4 separate regions of the Mus musculus genome follow, and regions 1, 3 and 4 are each linked to region 2. The links are chromatin contacts, called in public HiChIP or PLAC-seq and promoter capture Hi-C maps. All regions are on one chromosome and are shown on one strand. Each heading gives the region's core, a stretch centred on a gene start, on an enhancer-like site or on the middle of the called end of the contact. The rest is flanking DNA. Distances are from core to core; before and after follow the strand shown.

Evidence for each region. Promoter capture Hi-C pulls out the DNA fragments that hold promoters and counts their contacts. HiChIP or PLAC-seq counts read pairs in DNA pulled down with a chosen protein or histone mark. Capture Hi-C pulls out chosen DNA fragments and counts their contacts.
Region 1: a contact with region 2 is called in a promoter capture Hi-C map of liver. The contact joins the promoter of Nod1 here to the promoter of Mturn in region 2. A contact is called at or near these places in 21 of 39 promoter capture datasets (the 3T3-L1 cell line, 3T3-L1-derived adipocytes, the HPC-7 cell line and 14 more), 1 of 15 datasets of contacts at CTCF or cohesin (large pre-B cells), 6 of 484 Hi-C or Micro-C datasets (centroblasts, embryonic stem cells, hematopoietic stem and progenitor cells and 3 more), 19 of 115 datasets of contacts at active chromatin or transcription factors (the 230-238 cell line, bone marrow-derived macrophages, craniofacial prominence and 13 more) and 4 of 9 other capture datasets (adipose tissue, embryonic stem cells, liver and 1 more).
Region 3: a promoter capture Hi-C map of liver shows a contact between it and region 2, with 2.3 times the contacts expected there. The contact joins the promoter of Prr15 here to the promoter of Mturn in region 2. A contact is called at or near these places in 3 of 39 promoter capture datasets (cranial neural crest, hippocampal neurons and liver) and 1 of 115 datasets of contacts at active chromatin or transcription factors (pancreatic cancer cells).
Region 4: a FOXA1 HiChIP or PLAC-seq map of pancreatic cancer cells shows a contact between it and region 2. The contact joins the enhancer-like site here to the promoter of Mturn in region 2. A contact is called at or near these places in 3 of 39 promoter capture datasets (hippocampal neurons and liver), 7 of 115 datasets of contacts at active chromatin or transcription factors (embryonic forebrain, embryonic stem cells, microglia and 1 more) and 2 of 9 other capture datasets (adipose tissue and liver).

What each region holds. Positions count from the first base shown.
Region 1 is chr6:54,970,086-54,974,779 of GRCm38.p6, forward strand. Nod1 (nucleotide-binding oligomerization domain containing 1) reads right to left here and starts at 2,527. Exons shown (of 12, transcript NM_172729.3): 1 at 2,184-2,527. Gm24230 (a small nucleolar RNA gene) reads left to right here and starts at 4,566; the gene lies at 4,566-4,694.
Region 2 is chr6:54,680,371-54,684,791 of GRCm38.p6, forward strand. Mturn (maturin, neural progenitor differentiation regulator homolog (Xenopus)) reads left to right here and starts at 1,254. Exons shown (of 3, transcript NM_001289740.1): 1 at 1,254-1,561. The coding sequence starts at 1,400.
Region 3 is chr6:54,325,466-54,329,569 of GRCm38.p6, forward strand. Prr15 (proline rich 15) reads left to right here and starts at 1,436. Exons shown (of 2, transcript NM_030024.3): 1 at 1,436-1,845; 2 at 3,654-4,104. The coding sequence starts at 3,794. All of the region lies in intron 4 of 9130019P16Rik (RIKEN cDNA 9130019P16 gene), which reads right to left.
Region 4 is chr6:54,954,582-54,958,948 of GRCm38.p6, forward strand. All of the region lies in intron 1 of Nod1 (nucleotide-binding oligomerization domain containing 1), which reads right to left. Among named protein-coding and RNA genes, the nearest start is that of Nod1, 16 kb to the right of the region's middle. Within about 2 kb of position 1,975, at least 136 of the 459 cell types and tissues checked have an H3K27ac peak or open chromatin away from gene starts, as enhancers often do. A contact at or near this core is called in adipose tissue, liver, microglia and 1 more, where this site is marked.

The DNA.
Region 1 (4,694 bases), core at 1,277-3,776, 290 kb after region 2:
AAATCCATTAGTTAATTGAAAAGACACCACTTCTCTTACTACAGGGTCAAGTTTAGATGAAACAACTGCTCTCTGAGCCTCCATAGGTACAGTCACAACATGTAGGTGGCTAAGAGCACACTGCTACAGGGCACGCAACTAGCTTTCCACAGAACAGCAAAGACAACAAGACTGGAAATTTATGAAATGCCTATAGCTCATTGTGGTAACAATTCAGAACGAGTACATACATGGTTTCCTAACTTCATCTTGTCTAAAACCTTCCAAAGGAAAGGGGTAGAAGAAACTGTTATTCAAATCCTAGGAATCAAATGCCTTCCATTTCATCAGTGAACCCTTCCTTTGGATAAAAGACAGAGCCTTGGTATTTTTGTTGAAGCAAATATCAGTGACCACACAGACTCTTATAGACACTTGACCTCGTGCCTCTGTGGCTTTACAGTTTATATTTTGAATGTCTTATCTAAACAATACTATCACCTATGCTCTGGTAGTGACAGTCCCAACAGAATGAGGCAGCTGGGTAGCAGTTTCAGCTGGGAGGCAGGCATCAGTACAGGCAGGACTTGGAATTCTCTTCTACTGATTCCTGACTGTCTTTGATGAACGAGTCCCTGGCCAGGAGTCAAGAGGAGAACAAGAACGCTGGGTACGATATCTCAGGCTATTGCCAGCAAGAGAGCCATGTGTGCAGCATAAATTGTGAGTCCTGCTGACAGCCCACCTTTCTTAAGAATATATTTGGAGCCGGGAGTGGTGGCGCACGCCTTTAATCCCAGCACTCGGGAGGCAGAGGCAGGCGGATTTCTGAGTTCAAGGCCAGCCTGGTCTACAGAGTGAGTTCCAGGACAGCCAGGGCTATACAGAGAAACCCTGTCTCGAATAACCAAAAAAAAAAAAAAAAAAAAAAAAAAGAATATATTTGGTATAGAAGAGCAGGAGAGTGGGGCTTTAAGGGAGACAGTTTCTGGACACACTCCATCATAGTGGCTATACCAAATAGATAATTGTCTTCTAGTAACAGAGCCCCTGCCAGGGACCATAAGGTGTGGGGTGGATGTTACCTTAATCTGTATTAAGCCTCACTTTGTCTAGACTTTACCAGTAAGAAAAGAGAGGCTCGAAGGGATCATTTTGAACTTGCAGCCAATCACATCACTCAAGTGACAGAATCAAAGATTGGAACCAGGTTTACTGGGTGTATGTTCAATAAAAACAAAACTCTTGTGACCTTTGCAAGGGTCCTCCCTCTCCCACCTCTCTGCCTTGGGTTTTTAGTCTGCCTCTCTCCTGGCCAGCATACCTGTCTGTTTTCCAGTGGCTCCTGGATCACAACTACCACACAGATCTCTGCTCCCAGGTACAACAGAGGAACCTCTCCTCTCCAACAGATGTCCTGGAAGTTACCCATACACTCCAGGTATCCTTAACATCTAAAGCAGGAAGGCTGCTTTTAGGAAGGCAATCAGACTCCATTCTATACCTTTGGCTTCACCCTTAAAGGATGGAGGGCACTTGTCAAGGGTTCTCTGGCCTCCCGAGGCAATTTCGAACACCAATAACTTAGGCAAATAACAAAGGTGCTTTGCAGTCTGTCCACTTTTATGCTTTTTACAGTCTATGAAAACACTGCACACTCGAGGACTTTTTTTCAGTTTGATATTCGGGCAACTCTGCCAAGCAAGCATTGTCTTGCTTCCTTCTTTTGTATCCCATGAAACTCAAGGGAAGTTCTCCTTTGGCTCCAGGACCATAGGAGGTTCCTGGAAGCAGCCAGCCTGTCTGCAGCACGCGCTCAGGAAGGTCCAGGTCAGCAGGCACTTTCTTTTGAAGGCTGCCTGCCCATTGGTCTCAGACTCCTAACCCTACGTGCACATTGGAATCACCAAGGGAGCTCTGAAGCAATAGTTTAGACATTCCGACAGAATTAATTTGTCGAATAGTCTGGGTGTCTGGATTTGCTACACTTTAAGTTGCAGGCAGGCGGGCTGAAAACGCAGGCCTTAGATCACACTGGGATCTTGATTCCGCTGATCTCTGAACTAGGGCTGCATCTGACACTCTGGGTGAGGGGTGGGAGGCGGGGGTCTCTCCCCTGGAGTTTCAGCCAGAGCTCTTCCACAGCAGCCTTACATTTCCTCAGCTGGTTACAGAGCCTGCGGGCGCCAACCCCCATGACTTACCAAGTTGGCAGGACTTTGGCTCAGTTGGCCCTGGAGTACGGTGACTCTCAGCAAGGGGATCCGGGGACTAGGGTCGCGGATCGGGCGGGACAACAGCTGGGAGGGAGGGCGCTACCGCTCGCGGTCCGGGATCAGGAGCTGGCTGTGTCTACGGCCGGCCGCGCCTGGGCTCGGGTGGGCTCCGGGGAGGGAACAGGGCGGAGCGGGCGGAGGAGGCGGGGACCATCCGTAGCGCTGCCCCCCTGTCTCGTTTCCCGGGAAGGAGCCGCCGCACACTGCATCGGACGAGCGGCCACTGCGCAGTGGGAGTGGGCAGGCCTCGCAGTTCGCCCAGGGGTGACACCCTGGGAACTCGTCGTGCCAGCTCTGCCACGGCCGCGGAGAGCCAAGGCCCGCCCCCTGAGAGTGCCACCCAGCGCCTGTAACCACAACCAATGCCGGGACCCGGGCAGAAAGGCTGTTAAACTAAGCAAACTAAGATCAAAATAAGATTCAGTTTGATCTACTTTCAGAGACGGAGACTTTCTCCTCCTCTGTCGTTAAGTCTTCTCTTGACCACGAATATTCTAGAGCCTTTTCCTTTACTGTAAGGAATTACGTAAAGGAATTAACATGTTAATAAACCGTCCGAATAAATATTTTTAAACGTTTTTGACAGTTAAACAAAAGTGCTTTGAGATTTTTGGCCACATGTAGTCATGGTTATGAAAACTCGCATGAAGTTGACCCTCTGAGAAAAGCAAAACCGAAACTGCAAGAACTGTGTTCTTGCATGCGTGAAGGCCTCCCTCCTCCTGCAGTGTGCTGCAGTGCTGCAGCTAAGTGACTGAAAGGAAAACTTTGATTCTAAGAGCCTGATGTGCTAAGACGGAGCCAGAACAACCGTACTGTGCACCTGCAGGGCACTGTTCATTCTTAGCCTTCTGCTTTTTGCTTAGACTATTATTTACATTTTTGGGGACAGCTGTTCCTTACTTGTTATTTTGGACTTTTTATTTTGGGATATTTGTAAATTAATAAATAACTGGAGGAAATAATGCAGATTCATGTACCTGTAACTCAATTTGCCCCAGTCTTGAAGAGCTACAACACAAAAAAAGCTATGGTAAGCAGAAAACAGACTACTAATAGAGTCAAGATACAGAACAGGTCCACCCCAAGCAACCTTGTTCACCGTCCCACCCTGTGCTCAGCCTCTGGCAACCACAAACTTGTTCGCATTGCTAGAAATGTATCAAGACTTTTAAAATAGATGGAATCAGGCTGCACTTTGGAATAACATTTTAAAATTCTGTATTACATTTGTGTGTGTTTGGGTGTATGAGTACATACATATTATGATGCACATGTGGGGATCATAGAACAATGGCAGGGCTTGGTTTTCTCTTTCCACCATGTGGCTTTGGGGCATAATTGAATTCCGACTTGGTAGCAGGCACCTTTACCCACTGAACAGTCCTACTGGCTCTAGTATTTTGCTATTTTGTTTTCATTTAGTATAATCCTAAGAGGATTCACCGAGACCATTGCTTGTATCAATAGTGATTCCCCTTTAATTATTTTCCTTGGGCAGTATTCCGAAGCACATGTTCCTGTAGCTTTTTGAAATACTGCTTACCTTTTTGGGCTATTTTCAGCCTTTGGCATCAATTTCTCAAATGCCTATTCATCTATCTTCTGAAATAGCTAAACCATTTAGCATTTCCACCGTTGACCAGCTAAGTGACTGCTTCATAGCATATCACCAGCTTCTGGTGCTGTCCCATTCCATCTTGGCCATTTGGATAGTTGTATTGCCCTCGTGAGACACTGCTGTGGTTTTAGCTTGCTGATGACGTGGACTTTTCACGTTTGTCTACATGCCACCTGTATCTTCTCTTGAGGAAAAAATGTCTGTGTGTCTCTTGTTCATTCACCTAAATGTTGTGTGTTGAGAGTGTGGCTTGTAAATATTTTCTCCAATTATTTGCCTTTTCTTTCTTCTTCTTTCCCTGCTTCTCTTTTTCTCCCTCTCCCTCTCCCTCTCCCTCTCCCTCTCCCTCTCCCTCTCTCTCTCCCTCTCCCTCTCCCTCTCCCTCTCCCTCTCCCTCTCTCTCTGACAGGCTTTCAGCTGTCCTAAAACTCACTATATTGCCAAAGATGACCTTAAGCATCTCCTTCCAAGAGCTGGGATTGAAAACCTATGCCAGCATGGGCAGACACCATGAACCAAACTCAGGGCATGCCAGGCAAGGACGGTTAGCAACCAAGCTATATGCCTGAGCCCCCTGCCTGCCCTTTCATTTTATGAAGTCCAGCTTACTCATTTTACTTCGATGGGTCATACATTTGGAGTTGAGTTTGAACTCTGCCAATTCCTAGATTTTAAAAATTGGCAGCTACCCTGCCCCTAGAGGCACTGCTGGTGTGGCTGCTGTGTCACATGGGAGTCAGTAGGTGGCAGAGAAGAGAGAGGCTATGTCTATGCTCAGTGTTCTGATCTGTGAACTGAAGGATTACTAGCCTAACACG
Region 2 (4,421 bases), core at 4-2,503:
TCTGGTCTCTGGACACCAGACACATACATGGTACACACCAATACATTTATGCAAAAACACTCATACAGATAAAAATGAGTAAATTGTAGAAAAACCCACTGGATTTCTATTCCTTTCACACACACACACACACACACACACACACACACACACACACACACACACTTTCTCAAACCCTAACTATAAGGTCATGAATATATACCCATTTTCACAGATGTGGAAACTGGGGTTCCCAGGACATATCCCAGTCACACTGTCAAGTGGGTTCTCTTAGCCTCAGAAGTCAGGGAGTAGAGGAAGAATCACTCCCACAGTCTAAAGACAAATGCAAAGACAAGCAAATAAACGTAAGGAAATTCTGCCACAGAAATGATCAAAACAGATGACTGTGGAATAACGTCTTCTGCCTGTAATAACAGGTGCACTAGCTGGGCTCCCCTTGGCTAGACTGCCAGCTTACTGAGGCGTTTAGACCCCAGCTCATTCATGTTTACACCCCAGCTAGCAAGGCTCCTGGTTCAGAAGGCGCAGTTTAAAAATAACCACGAATAAATGTTTATAGAATGAATGCTATTTAATGTGTCCCTTCCGGAAGCCAAGTGTTCAGACGAGGACTCTTCTACTCCCTGTAAACCAGTGTGTCTGCTGGGCACGCAGCAGCCAGAGCATTCAACAGGTGTAGTCAACGGGCAGGCTCCTTGCTTTCCAAGCAGGGTTGGGGTGTGGCTCGGTGGTAACATGCCTGAAAAGCACGACTCTGGGTTCAATTTTCCAGCAACTCAAAATACAAAACAAAACCTCAAACCCAACAAACAAAACAACAGTTGGCCATTTTAAGTCATATAATATAAATTCAAGCCAAATCAGTGAAGGTATTTGTAAGAAGCACGCAGCTTGATGTGCGTGTACACTTCCTTCCAAATCAGTCTAGAAAACACACTCTGGGTTCCTGGGAGGACCGAATTTTGGCTTCTGTAGAAAGCAAAGCTGTTTCCCCGGGTGCTCGCAGCACCTCTACAATCAGCCCTGGCAAGGACCAAGCAATCTGTACTTCTGGGTGCGTCCCTCGCGTTTATAGCGGATTCCAGAGAAAGCCTTCCAAACTGGCTCCAAACCAGGGGTCCGGAGCCAGCCCCGCCCCACCCCGCCGCCACCTGCAGAGACGGGCGCCCCGCCCACCCTGACGTCACCGGGCTCCGGGCGGCGCCGAGTAGGGCTCCGGGGATTGGCCAGAGTTCGTGACGTCACGAGCCGGGGCGGCCCCGGACTGGCGGGGCCCCGGGGTGCTTGGGTTCCTTTCAAGGCGGGCGGTGGGGGTGGGGGCGGGGCGGAGGCGGAGCGGGCGGTGTAAACAGACCCGGGAGCCGTGAGCCCCGGAGGAGGCGCGGGCGGCGCCGCCATGGACTTCCAGCAGCTGGCAGATGTCGCGGAGAAGTGGTGTTCCAGCACGCCCTTTGAGCTCATCGCCGCCGAGGAGACGGAGCGCAGGATGGACTTCTACGCCGACCCGGGCGTCTCCTTCTACGTACTGTGTCCGGACAACGGCTGCGGCGACAGCTTTGTGAGTGCACGGGACGGGCGCGCTCCGCTTTGCCCAAGCTCCTCCAGGGGGGCCGGGTGGGGCGGATAGCGGTGGCAGGGTGCCAGGGTGCCAGGGAGCGGAGGTGTGGCAACCTACCGGACCATCGCGCACCGGGCGCGTGGCTAAGAGCATCCCATGGGAGCCTCTATGGGGCACCCACCGGGCGGGGCTCATAGTCCCTGCGGCAGGATCCGAGGTCGGGTCCCCGAGAGGTGTCAGTCCCCCTCGGGGTCTCAGACACAACTCTGCAGCCGCTCCTCCCAACAGGGCCCCCTCTCCAGCCTGCGAGTCTCTCAAACGGACACAAAGCCTCTGTCCACACCCGCAGTGATAGATCTTTTGGACCCTCTTTGCGGAATTACGCCCTGGAGCTTAAAAATGCACGCGCGTGCACACGCGCGCGTTCGCGGGGGCACGCCTATCCCGGGTCTCCTGCTTCCCTAGCTCCTCAATGAGCTGCCAGCAAGTGTTTGTAGCCCATTCGGGTTCTAGCCTGCCATGAGGCTACTGTGTCCTCGCCGAGGCCTTTCGGCTTTTCCAGAGGAAAACCCCACACACCCAGGTCCAGAGGGACCAGAACCAGGAACTACAGCGACCATACCTTTGGCCAGCATCCCTCCCACTAGGTATTCTGGTGCTGACAGTTTAGGAAGGAGATACTGAGAGCACGCGGTTGTGATGGGAGGTGTGTAGGCAGGGCAGGGATGGCGCTTCGTGGAGTGTTTGTAAGCACTGTAAATAATAGTCCCCAAATGTAAGATGGAGGCAGCTGGGGATGAGGGTAATCGTGTGGTCGATGGCCTGAGGCTGGAGGCGCTGCTGCAGCAGAGGAAGATGGGGTGGTGCATGGTGCATCGACCGCTTGGCTCATCAGGTGAAATGACAAAGCTGGACATATCCCCCCACCCCGCTGGGTCCGTACACCTCATCCATCCATGGGAAGTTCAACCTAGGATCCCTGAGACCCGGACAGGACAGGTGCACATCTGCCCAATAAAATATGATCCTGGTTTTGGGTGGCAGCTAGATTTAGGTTCTGTTCACTTGTCTTCCCTTGAGTTGCCTACCCACAAAATTAGCTTCCTAATACCAGTTCTCTGGCAATCTTTGAAGTAGACCTAGCAGTTTGATGCACAGCAAGTGTCCTGCAAATTTAAAGTTCAGAGACCTAGTGTTCCCCCCTATCTTTGTATAAACTCTTACCTGGAACTAAGAATGTAGCTTAGTTAGAACACTTGTGTAGTGTGTGTAAAATCTGTTAAGCATTGAAGGAATTTGAATTAAGTAGCATCTCTGCTATTTGGAAATTTTGTTAACAGTAAGACTATTATATAGCATCTTTCAGTTTACAAACTTTAAGATTGTTTAAATAGTTACAAACACTGATGAAGGCTTGGTCTCTCCTTGGTCAGAGGTATCTATCTGACGGATGGCACTGTGCCTCTAAGCACAGGTAGTTGGCTCTAAAGGAATATAGCAGTACTTAGCCCCTATTCTGTTCGGCCATCCCCAGGTGCACACTTCTGTCTGTGTTCTTGGGGACATCACTCTCTTCCAGGCTTAAACAACTATGTCCTCCTGTTACCTGACTTCAAGTGGCAGCCTGTTGTCACTGGATGCCAAGCAGGGCTGCTTGGGAGTACCCCTGGCTTGTGGTGCTCATATCTGGGAGCCTGTGTTAGTGTAATCGCTGTAAATGTCACTGCCGTCTGCAAGACAGATTCCAGCCCCAATTCTAAAAACCTCCTAACTCTCTCTCTCTTCCCCACTCGGTGTCCAGATCATCAGAGTTCCGCCAGCATCGTGAGGCAAGCATATGCAGGGCCCTGTTCCTCCGTGCCTGTGAGGGCACTTAGGGGTGATCCCTCACATGGCTTGTCTCTTCCTGTACCCAGGCAAGACCCCAGGATCTTGTCTTCTGGTGCTGGAGATCTGAATTCAGGTCTTCATGCTTGTATACAGCAAGCACTTGACCCACCGAGCCATCTGCTCAACCTTGAAAGATGCCTTCTTACTGGGCCTCGCAAGAATTCTATGAGGTAGATGTTGTACTCATTTTAGAGGCGAGAAAACTGAGGCTTGATGTGTAAGAGACTCTGATAGCCCAGATCTCTGTCGCCTCACTGAAAATTGGCTCACAGTAGCTTCAGAGGCTCAAGAACAAAGATGCCTTTGAATGCCACTCCCCTGGGCAACTCCTGGGTGTCTCCCTGCCTCGAAGGCTACCTGCCAATGTAGCCCCTTTCCAAACTGTCCACCATGTTGGGAATTGTGGCTTCGCAAGGAAGGGCTGTGCCACCCAGGAGAAGGGGGGCAGGAACTGGGCAACCAGCTGGCAGTTCTCTCTTCTGCCAACTCAGAAGGTCTTGAGGGCTATCGGCCCTGAGAAGGGGATTGTGGGCAGCCATTCAGGTACCAGGGAACAGAACTCTGTGTGTGTGTACAGGTACACATGCTCATATGCTCCTGTACACTCCCAAATACGCTGGTTTGTGTCCAGTTGGAGCACTGGCTGCCCTCCTCCCTTGAATTGAAGAGTGCCTACACATCACCTAGAATAGAGATTGCTGGTTGCAGGGACAGACAACCCATCAGAAGCATGTTTAGATGCACAATTTTGTGTAGTTTCATCCCCTCTGATCCAAACACATAGCAGTAGCCATATTATTAAAGAAACCGTGCTCACGGAGGGACTCGTGTCGCACGTATGTTTACACGGTTCCCATTTGTGAGCGTGTCTGTGATGTATTTAGGTGGGGCTGCACTGTGGTCTTGCGATGGTGAGAAGGAGAGGAAAGGCGTCTCTTTACCTACTACTTTTGATTGCCCCATCCAGAGT
Region 3 (4,104 bases), core at 186-2,685, 350 kb before region 2:
GCATGTCCCAGCTCCATAAACGGTGGTGGTGGCGACTCCCCAGACAAGCTTTTCTCATCATATGACATCTGCCTCCGGAAAGCTTCCTTTAAAGCTGGCAACTAGTCTTTATCAAGTACCAGTGTTATGGTTCAGTGTCCCCACTTTAAAACTAACCTCAAGAGTCAGTTTTGGTGGTATGCCAGAGTTTGAATCCAGTCTTAGTTACATAGTGAAATTCCACCAATAAAGAAAGGAAGGAAGGAGGAAGGGGGGCAGAGAAGGAGGGGAAAGGGGGAGGAGAGAGAAAGGGGCAGAGGGAGGAAGGGGGAGGGGAGTTCTCTAATCTCTGGTTAGAAACAAATCATTTCCAAATACACAGTGTATGTTCATCTTTCATTTTTTAATTGAATCCAAACTAAGACACCAACCAAGTCCTTGTATTTTCCTCTTCCCTACTGTATTGAAAGTCTCTATAAAATTCCTGCCTGCTTATCAAATCCTTATTGCAAGAGATCAGAGTTGGTTGGTGATCTGTCTCTCACCAGGCTTGTCCCGCAGAAAGTGCTCAAAGCAGACAAATTGCCTGGACTGCCTACCTTAGAGGCAAAGAAAGGGTCCTACTTGCATGTCTGCAAGCCTAGAGACCCCCAAAATCTCTTTCAAGTCGTAACTTCGCCTTAGTTAGAGAAATGTCTCCTCTAATACCGTTTTTGACAAATAACCACCGAGCTAAAGCACCTTGCACGGTGCTGGGGCCCATTGGTTCACCCTCTCAGTGGCTCTGGGCTGGAGTAATATGCTTGGATGGGTGTCGATGCGCGGTCGCCCAAACGCGAAAGATGCTTTGTAGCATAGGCACTTAGTTATGGTAAGAACCCAAGACTAACAAGCTGATAAGCTGGAATCAAACTTCCAACCCCGTTACTTCGAGATTGCCCTTCAGCATGCAATCCTGGACAACTGTTTAACCTCCGCAAAGCCATGGTTCCTTTGCAGGTCTGTTAGGAGCCATAGTGCCCAGGCCTGGGGCGGTCTGATGAGCAAGTGAGTTAACCCAAGTGAGTTGACCCAAGTGAGTTATAGTACTAGGATAGCGCCCGATGACAGCAACGACATGGTTCTCAACTCTTAGTCTTTTAGGTAAGGGCGCTTGAAACTCCCAAACAATGACAGAGTTTGAATCAGCTCTCCGAGTTAGAAAATTTGAAAGCCTTGGGACTCAAACCTCAGCGCAAGAACGGAACGCGAGCAGGGAGGCGGCGCAGCACAGCTTTTTCTCCAATCAGAGTCCGCAGGGCTGGAACCACGTTTGCAACCTCGTCCAATCTGGTCCCCAGAAGGGCGGGGACGCCTACCTGCACCTGTAGCCTGGCGGCCGCCTCCTGTCCCACCCTGACCCTCCCCTCCTCCTCAGTTCTGGTGTCTTCAGGCCTTTGGCCAACCACCAGCAAGTGGGCAGATGTCTCAGCGCGTTCCTACGGACGCTCAGGAAGGGTAGTGCGCCGGAGTCAGTAGCCCAGGTCCTGTCTAGCTGAGGCCAGAGAGCAGAGTGAACGGGAAGAAAGGACGCGCCCTAGAATGTGAGACTCCCACCGGGAAAGGCTGACCAGACTCACCCTGGGGCGGAGGATCTGACAGTCCCTGCCACCTGAGCGGACCGTGCTGCCAACCCCAGGTTGTTCCGACAGTGTGCGAGTGTCAGGGGTGTTGGGCGAGATCAGCAACAACGATTCCTGCATCTCTCCTAGTCAGCGATAAGGGACACCGCGACTAAGCTTCAGGCACCCGGAGACGCCCCCTCCGTGTTCTAGACAGCCCGCGCGGCGCAGCGCGGCGCCGCAGTGGCCCTGAAAGCCCCTACAGGTGAGTGAACCAGAGTCCCTCTGCGTCTCACAAGGCAGGCCCTGGCGCTACGAAGTCCCTGGAGAATGCTGTCTAGCGCTTTGCAGTGCCCCTCCTCCTGCTGCCAGAGGAGAGGCCCCCCCCAGAACAGTGATCTGCCTACTTTTGCATTATTTGCCATCTTTTCCTTGCGCAATTCTCACAAAGCCTTTCCGTACACACCAAGTTGGTCACTGTGGAAAAGAAAGTGTTGGGTGGCTGCCCACCACCATTAATAAATGCCTTGGGGTGCGGTGTTTTTCCGATCTGCAGAATAGGGAGTAAGACGTTTGTAGACCCCAACGTTGACGGTGCCTAAGGGTGTGGGCGCCTTTCTTAGGGAAAGAACTTTGAGCTGGTTCTGCTTTTACGGTTTTCAAGCCCCAGTCCGAGTGAGTCCTCAGGACATCCCCAGGGAGGAGATGGCGCCTCCCCGTAGGCGCAGAGACTTCCTCTACCAGGCAGTTCCGGGAGAACCTGCAACAACAAACGGCCGCACAAGTTTCCCTCCTGCGCACTGGCGAATCCCAGGAGCGCCGCGGTGCGTGGGCTGCGAAGCGGCGGAGCTGAAACCTAGAAATGGGCGGCGCGCGCGAGCCCTGCCCACTCGTGGTGGCCGTGTCCAGTAGCACGCTCACAGGAAGTGTGCCAAGAGTCTGGCTTGCACTATCAGGAGCGTCTGGGCTCCGTTATTCAATGGTTTTCTGGAGTTCCTGGTTGGGCGCTCTCCTTTGGAGGATGGAAAGGCAACCAGCAAAGAAAAGTACCAGAAGACTTTGTTTACAATAAGTAAAATCCTCAAGAGATAGAGAACTATGAAAGAAGGGTTGGGACCCGCGGCCTTCCAACAGTGTGGAGATTGGCTCTAGGGAGTTAAAGGAAGAGTGGGATGGCGGTTTCCAAGGGAAGTTAAGTCTAGACAGCCTCTGAAAATCACAAGGCAGAAGTGGTTTGAAGCAGTTTGAAGTAAGCACAACCATGAATTTATGCTCCCCGCTTTCTCACTTGGATACACCGCTCATCACCGCTCATCCTAGAAAAAGACTGCAGAAATTTGAGCCATGCTTACTAGCTTGCTCCTTATGGCTTGCTCAGCCTGCTTGCTTGCTTTGCTTTGTTTGTTTGTTTTTCGAGACAGGGTTTCTATGTATAGTCCTGGCTGTCCTGGAACTCAAACCAGGCTGGCCTAGAACTCAGAAATCTGCCTGCCTCTGCCCGCCTCCGGATTGCTGGGATTAAAGGCATGTGCCACCACTGCCTGGATTTCAGCCTGCTTTCTTATAGAACCCAAGACTGCCAACCCAGAAATAGTCTAACCCACAATGGGCTGGGAACTCCCTCTTCAATCACTAATAAAGAAAATACCTGATCTTTATTCATCTGTAGTGGGCAGGACAAGCTAGGTTCCCCACCCCACACCCACACATTCCCCTCCTGGTGTTCCTCTGAAGGGTGGCGGTTCTAAGGGTAGGTGGGCACATGTAGTGGTTGGCAGCGGTTGTAGGGTAGGTAGGTGGGCACCTGTAGTGGTCCTTATACAGTCAGGCTGAGTGGCAGACCAGCCCATACTTCCTCTGGAGCCAGGTTGATCTCCACTGGATAGCTACTGCACTTGCTTGGGAGGTAAGGCAAAGGTTGAGGTCGGGCGGGAGTTCAAGGAACTCAACCTTGTAGATCAGGGTTGTTCTGCAGGTGGCCAGTGGTCACAGAGTTGCCATGAGTTCCAACTCTGAGGAGAGTAGAATGTTACTTTGACCAACCCAAGTTCTGTTTTTTTTTTCTCTGTGCAGGGCTCTCCCTCAACTCCCATCCAGCAAGTCTGCGTGGGAGAAGCCTGGAAGGGCTGGAGTGAAGAGTCAGAGACCACAGAAAAGAGAGGAGCTGTCCTGGCCCAGGCCCTTCCCCACGCAGGGTGCTTGGCCTATGGGCCATGGCGGACAGTGGCGGCTCCAGCCCCTGGTGGAAATCTCTGACCAGGAAGAAAAGCAAGGAAGTTACGGTGGGGGTGCAGCCTCAGGTTCGGCCAGAGACTGGCCAGGAACCCTCACCACCTCACTCAGATCGGACTAGCAGCTTGCCAGAAAATCAGCACTCCAATATCCTTGGGGACCCCGGAGAGTCCCTCAGGTCAGATAAGTTGTGTGAGGAGAAAACAGGCAATAGTCGGCGCAATTTGAAGATCTCACGCTCTGGCAGATTCAAGGAGAAGAGGAAAATGCGTGCCACACTGCTCCCTGAAGG
Region 4 (4,367 bases), core at 725-3,224, 270 kb after region 2:
TAATTATATTATAATCTCAAAAACATTTTAAAGTGCTTTGAAAATGTATATTGTGAGATCAAAAAATAAAAAATGTATAACCATAACTGACTAGCTCAATAAATAAATTATCGTCAAAGAAACAGAGGGCAAGAACTGTAACAGCAGCAAGTCATTGCAAGGGATGAGGTGGCTCTGGAAGCCTGTGAGAAAAGTGGAAGCTGAAGCCCAGAGTGGAAACTTTCTCTTGAAATGCTCACAAGTGTGAGAGAACAGGGAAAGGCCGCGGTTCTTCCCGGGTGAGTCAGCGTGTTTAGAAGGCTGGGGAAAGGAGGTTGAGCAACTGCCTTCATTCCACTTGACCCAACTCTTATCAACTGGGAGTGGGCTTTTAACCAGGCTTCTCTTTCCGTGCCTGCAATTCCCACAAACATGGTCCCTCGGCTTCCCAGGCTTTTCCTGTAATTTCCACCACGGGCTCTTCACAGTTCACCAGCAAAAGGGGACACTCTCTCCTGATTTCTGACCACCTGAACAAAGCCACAGGTTCATGACCCCTAGCTGGCAAAGAGGTGCTTTTTTGTAATTTTCAGAGGGCAGTGAGCTCTCTTTGGCAGGAAGTTAAGGAAGTTATGGTGGACATAAAAAAGGAAACAAAGAAAAACATTGCCTAATAAACCAAAGCCAGAGATAGAGCAAACTGCCATGAGACACCTCAGAGAGAGTGACCAAGCATGAGCTGGTGCCACCAGAAACAGAGAGCCAAGCGTCTCCCAGGTCACAACCTGCCAAACGGTGGGCCCTGGGGTGCCAGTGGAAGGCAAGGGAGCTGAGGGTAGATAGTAGTAGGGACAGCAGAGGAGTAAGGGAAAGGGAGGGCTGGAGAAGGGGGGGGGGAGAGGAAAGGGTGGAGAAGAGGCAGGAGGAATGGCAGAGGTTGACTTTACAGAGCTAGGCCACTCTGTAGGGGGAGGTTTTCCCAGCTCTATATATGGAGCCTTGAGGATGGGAGTTGAAGGGAGATCCTGTCCAGACAGCCCAAGGAAACAACCAAAGAAACAAATTAAGGCCGTGGATGTGGCCTGAAAATGAGACCTCGGGCAGCAGAACGCAGGGTGGGACATGAAATAGAAAAATTAGGATAAAATATGCAGGTGGTAGATGCAATTTTGCAACTCTGTACTCTTGAAATAGAAACCTACTGCCCTTTGTCAGTACATAGCCTGATTGCAACTTAGTTCCCTGTCAGTTCCTTCTGCCCAGAAGCTACAGTTTTAATGAAGCAGTTTTCTAGTCTTGTATATAACACCTTGCTTGGTCCAATGTCTACAATGCTAGGACCATAACATCCCACCACTGGGTATCACTGTCAGTACAATGGCTTTCCCCATCACATTCCTAAATTCTTGCCAGAGGTACATGAGAGGTCCTGTTAAGGTGTGCTATAAAGAGTGTTCTCTTTTTCTAGACTTTGCACTCCAAGTTAAGAGTCAATGGTGCAAAGTAATTAGGCAATGTTACTGTCAGAATTCACACATGAGAGGTGTTACCCACAGTTAGGGGGAAGCTAGAAGAGGTTTTCTGCTGTGTGACCTCCACTGTTGGTAGGTTTGAAGTCAACTGAGAGCAGGTGTTATGGTGTCACTCTCACAAACTGAGGGAGCTTTCCAAGGACATTTTATAGGACCAGGTTTTATCTTAGTAACATCTAACTTTGAGGGCTTTGAGATCTATCAGAGGACATATGTGTGACATATTGAATGGCACTAGTTTTAGCTGATGGAGTGGAAAGATTGCTCTCAAGCACTCTGGACTTGTGGCCTCATCTGATGTCTTAACAAAGCTGTTGAGAGTCCACAGACAAAAATGAGCCAAGGGCTCAGGGTTTGCTTTTATTTTTCTCCCTTTCCTTGTGGTGAGCTGATACTGCTCAACACTAGGCATCAACAGCCTTGAGAAGTGTCTTTAGCAACTTCCCTTTCTAAGAAATCTGCCCTGTGAGGAGAATCAGAAGTTCTGACAGGGTTTTGGTTTTGTTTCATTCCAACAAGGCCCCTGCTGTTGACAGTGAGAAAGGAGTTGGCAGTTCCCAGAGGAATTGAATGACTGAGTCAGAGCAGTGTCTACAGACACATAACTCAGCACCAGGCACATGTGAGTGCAATAAAATACATCACTGCTGTCAGATTCAAGGCTGAGGAAAGTCAGACTCAATAAAACAGAATACACTGTATGGCTCTGTGTAGAAGCCGAGAGATGGTAGCTGGGAGACACGGGTTGCAAAACAACAGCCATGCAAACTCCTGGGGACATAGAAATATCTTGAGTGAGAGCTCTATGTATGTGTGTGTGTGTGTGTAGTGTATGTGTAGTGTGTGTGTGTAGTGTGTGTGTGTGTGTGTGTGTGTGTGTGTAGTGTGTAGTGTGTAGTGTGTAGTGTGTAGTGTGTGTGTGTATAGTGTGTATACATTTGTGAATTCCACATTCTCAGATTCAACCAACCATGGATCAAGAATATTCAGAAAAATATCGCACCTCACTAAACATGGAAGAATTTGTAGATTTTTCCTTGTCATTGTTTCTTGAATCGAATGCTATAACCACTTTTATAGCACTTACAATGCATTAGGTGTCATAAAAATCTAAAGATGATTTAAATTTTCAGGATGGTATGTGTAGGTATATGAAGATAATCACTCTGTCTTGTATCAGGGATTTGAGCACTGGTGGATTTTGTTTTCCTTGGAGTATCCTGACACTGATCCCTGCAGACACTGAGGGAAGAGCATATATATAAACACACACACACACACACACACACACACACACACACACACACATGCATATTTGCCAAGTGTCATCAACCTATATTTTTCAAATCTGAAATGTTCTATGAGCATTATGTTTGTTTTAGTTTCATGTTAAGAGAGAGCCTTACTGTGTACTGCATTGTGGCCTCGAGCTCTCAAGATCCTTCTGCCTGGGTCTCCCATACGTCAGGGATAAAAGCATGCACCACCATGCCTAGCTGAAAAGCACTGCTTTATATTATACAGCAGTAACTTACGGATTGCCATTTAAAAGTAGCAATCTACTTTTTTGGGTTGAATCAAGAAGAGAACACTCAAAGAAGTCATTCCCCATCAGCCCCAGTGGCCTTATGACTCTGCCCTTTCCTGACACGCCCTGCTGTTGGGAACCTTCATTCATTCTTTTGAAACTCTGTATTTTTCCAAATAAATCGCCCCAGCTTTCTCCAAGTTGCTGTTGCAATACCAGAGGACGAGATTACAGATTGAGACGAGCCTTTCCCAGAAAACTATTCTGTAACAGCATAGCAGATGCTAATTAGAGTTACACCCCAAGTTGTTGTTACGTGGCCCGGCCATCTTACAAGCACTTCTGTATAAAGGCTGGCCATAAGCACCAATGTAAGCCAAAGCAAGCCAGGCCAGTGTTCGAATCCGGCCACCCACTCTACTTCTTCCCCAGTCCTGACTCCTCCTCCTCAAGCGCCTTCCCTGGAGTGAGAGCTCATAAGAAGCCTGTGACTCAGGGACTGTGGCTGTCACAGAAAGAGGACACAGAAAGGCCTGGTGTGGGAAGCAATGACTTTGCTGACCATGTGGCAGTTTATACAGCCTTGCCCCCTTCTTCTTTGAAGACTGACCCAGGCAGAAGTCAGCTGTCTATTCAGCAGCTGTGCTGACCCCACTAGGGCCTGGTTCACTCTCTCAGCCCCTCCTGTGGCTTAGGAAATGAGAATGAGTTTTGTGGGCTTACAATGGTAAGGGTGGGTACATGGCTGTCACTATTTCAGTCTTTCGTTTCTGGAAAAATGGCCAGCCTGCCTGCAAGCAGCTCCCCACCCCACCCCCCCCCCAGGCATCAGCCATAGATAGATAGATAGATAGATAGATAGATAGATAGATAGATAGATAGTAGTGTTGCTGTTGATAGCCCTGGCTTTCGTGGACATTTTGCTTTGTAGACCAGACTGGCCTTGAATGCAGAGATCCACCTGCCTCTGCCTCCCTTGTGCTGGAATTAAAGGCGTGCATCATCACTGCCCAACTTAAAAAAAATGTAATTTGTATTTTATGTGTACGCGTGAGTCCCTTTATTTTATGTTTGTACATGCATCATGCATATGCCTAATGCTAGAGGAGGCCAGGAGAGCATCAGATCCTCCGAAACGGGGTTGTGAGCTTGCCTGTGTGGGCTCTGGAAAGCTGCAATGTTCTGAACTGCTGAGCCATCTCTCCAGCCCGAGCGGAGCATCTTGCCAACTTGCAAAGGACCTTTGGCATGCAATCAAGGGATGAGATTCAACTGTTTGATTTGATTTGTTTGACTTCTTAATCATCCATTAATATGGCAAACCCTTC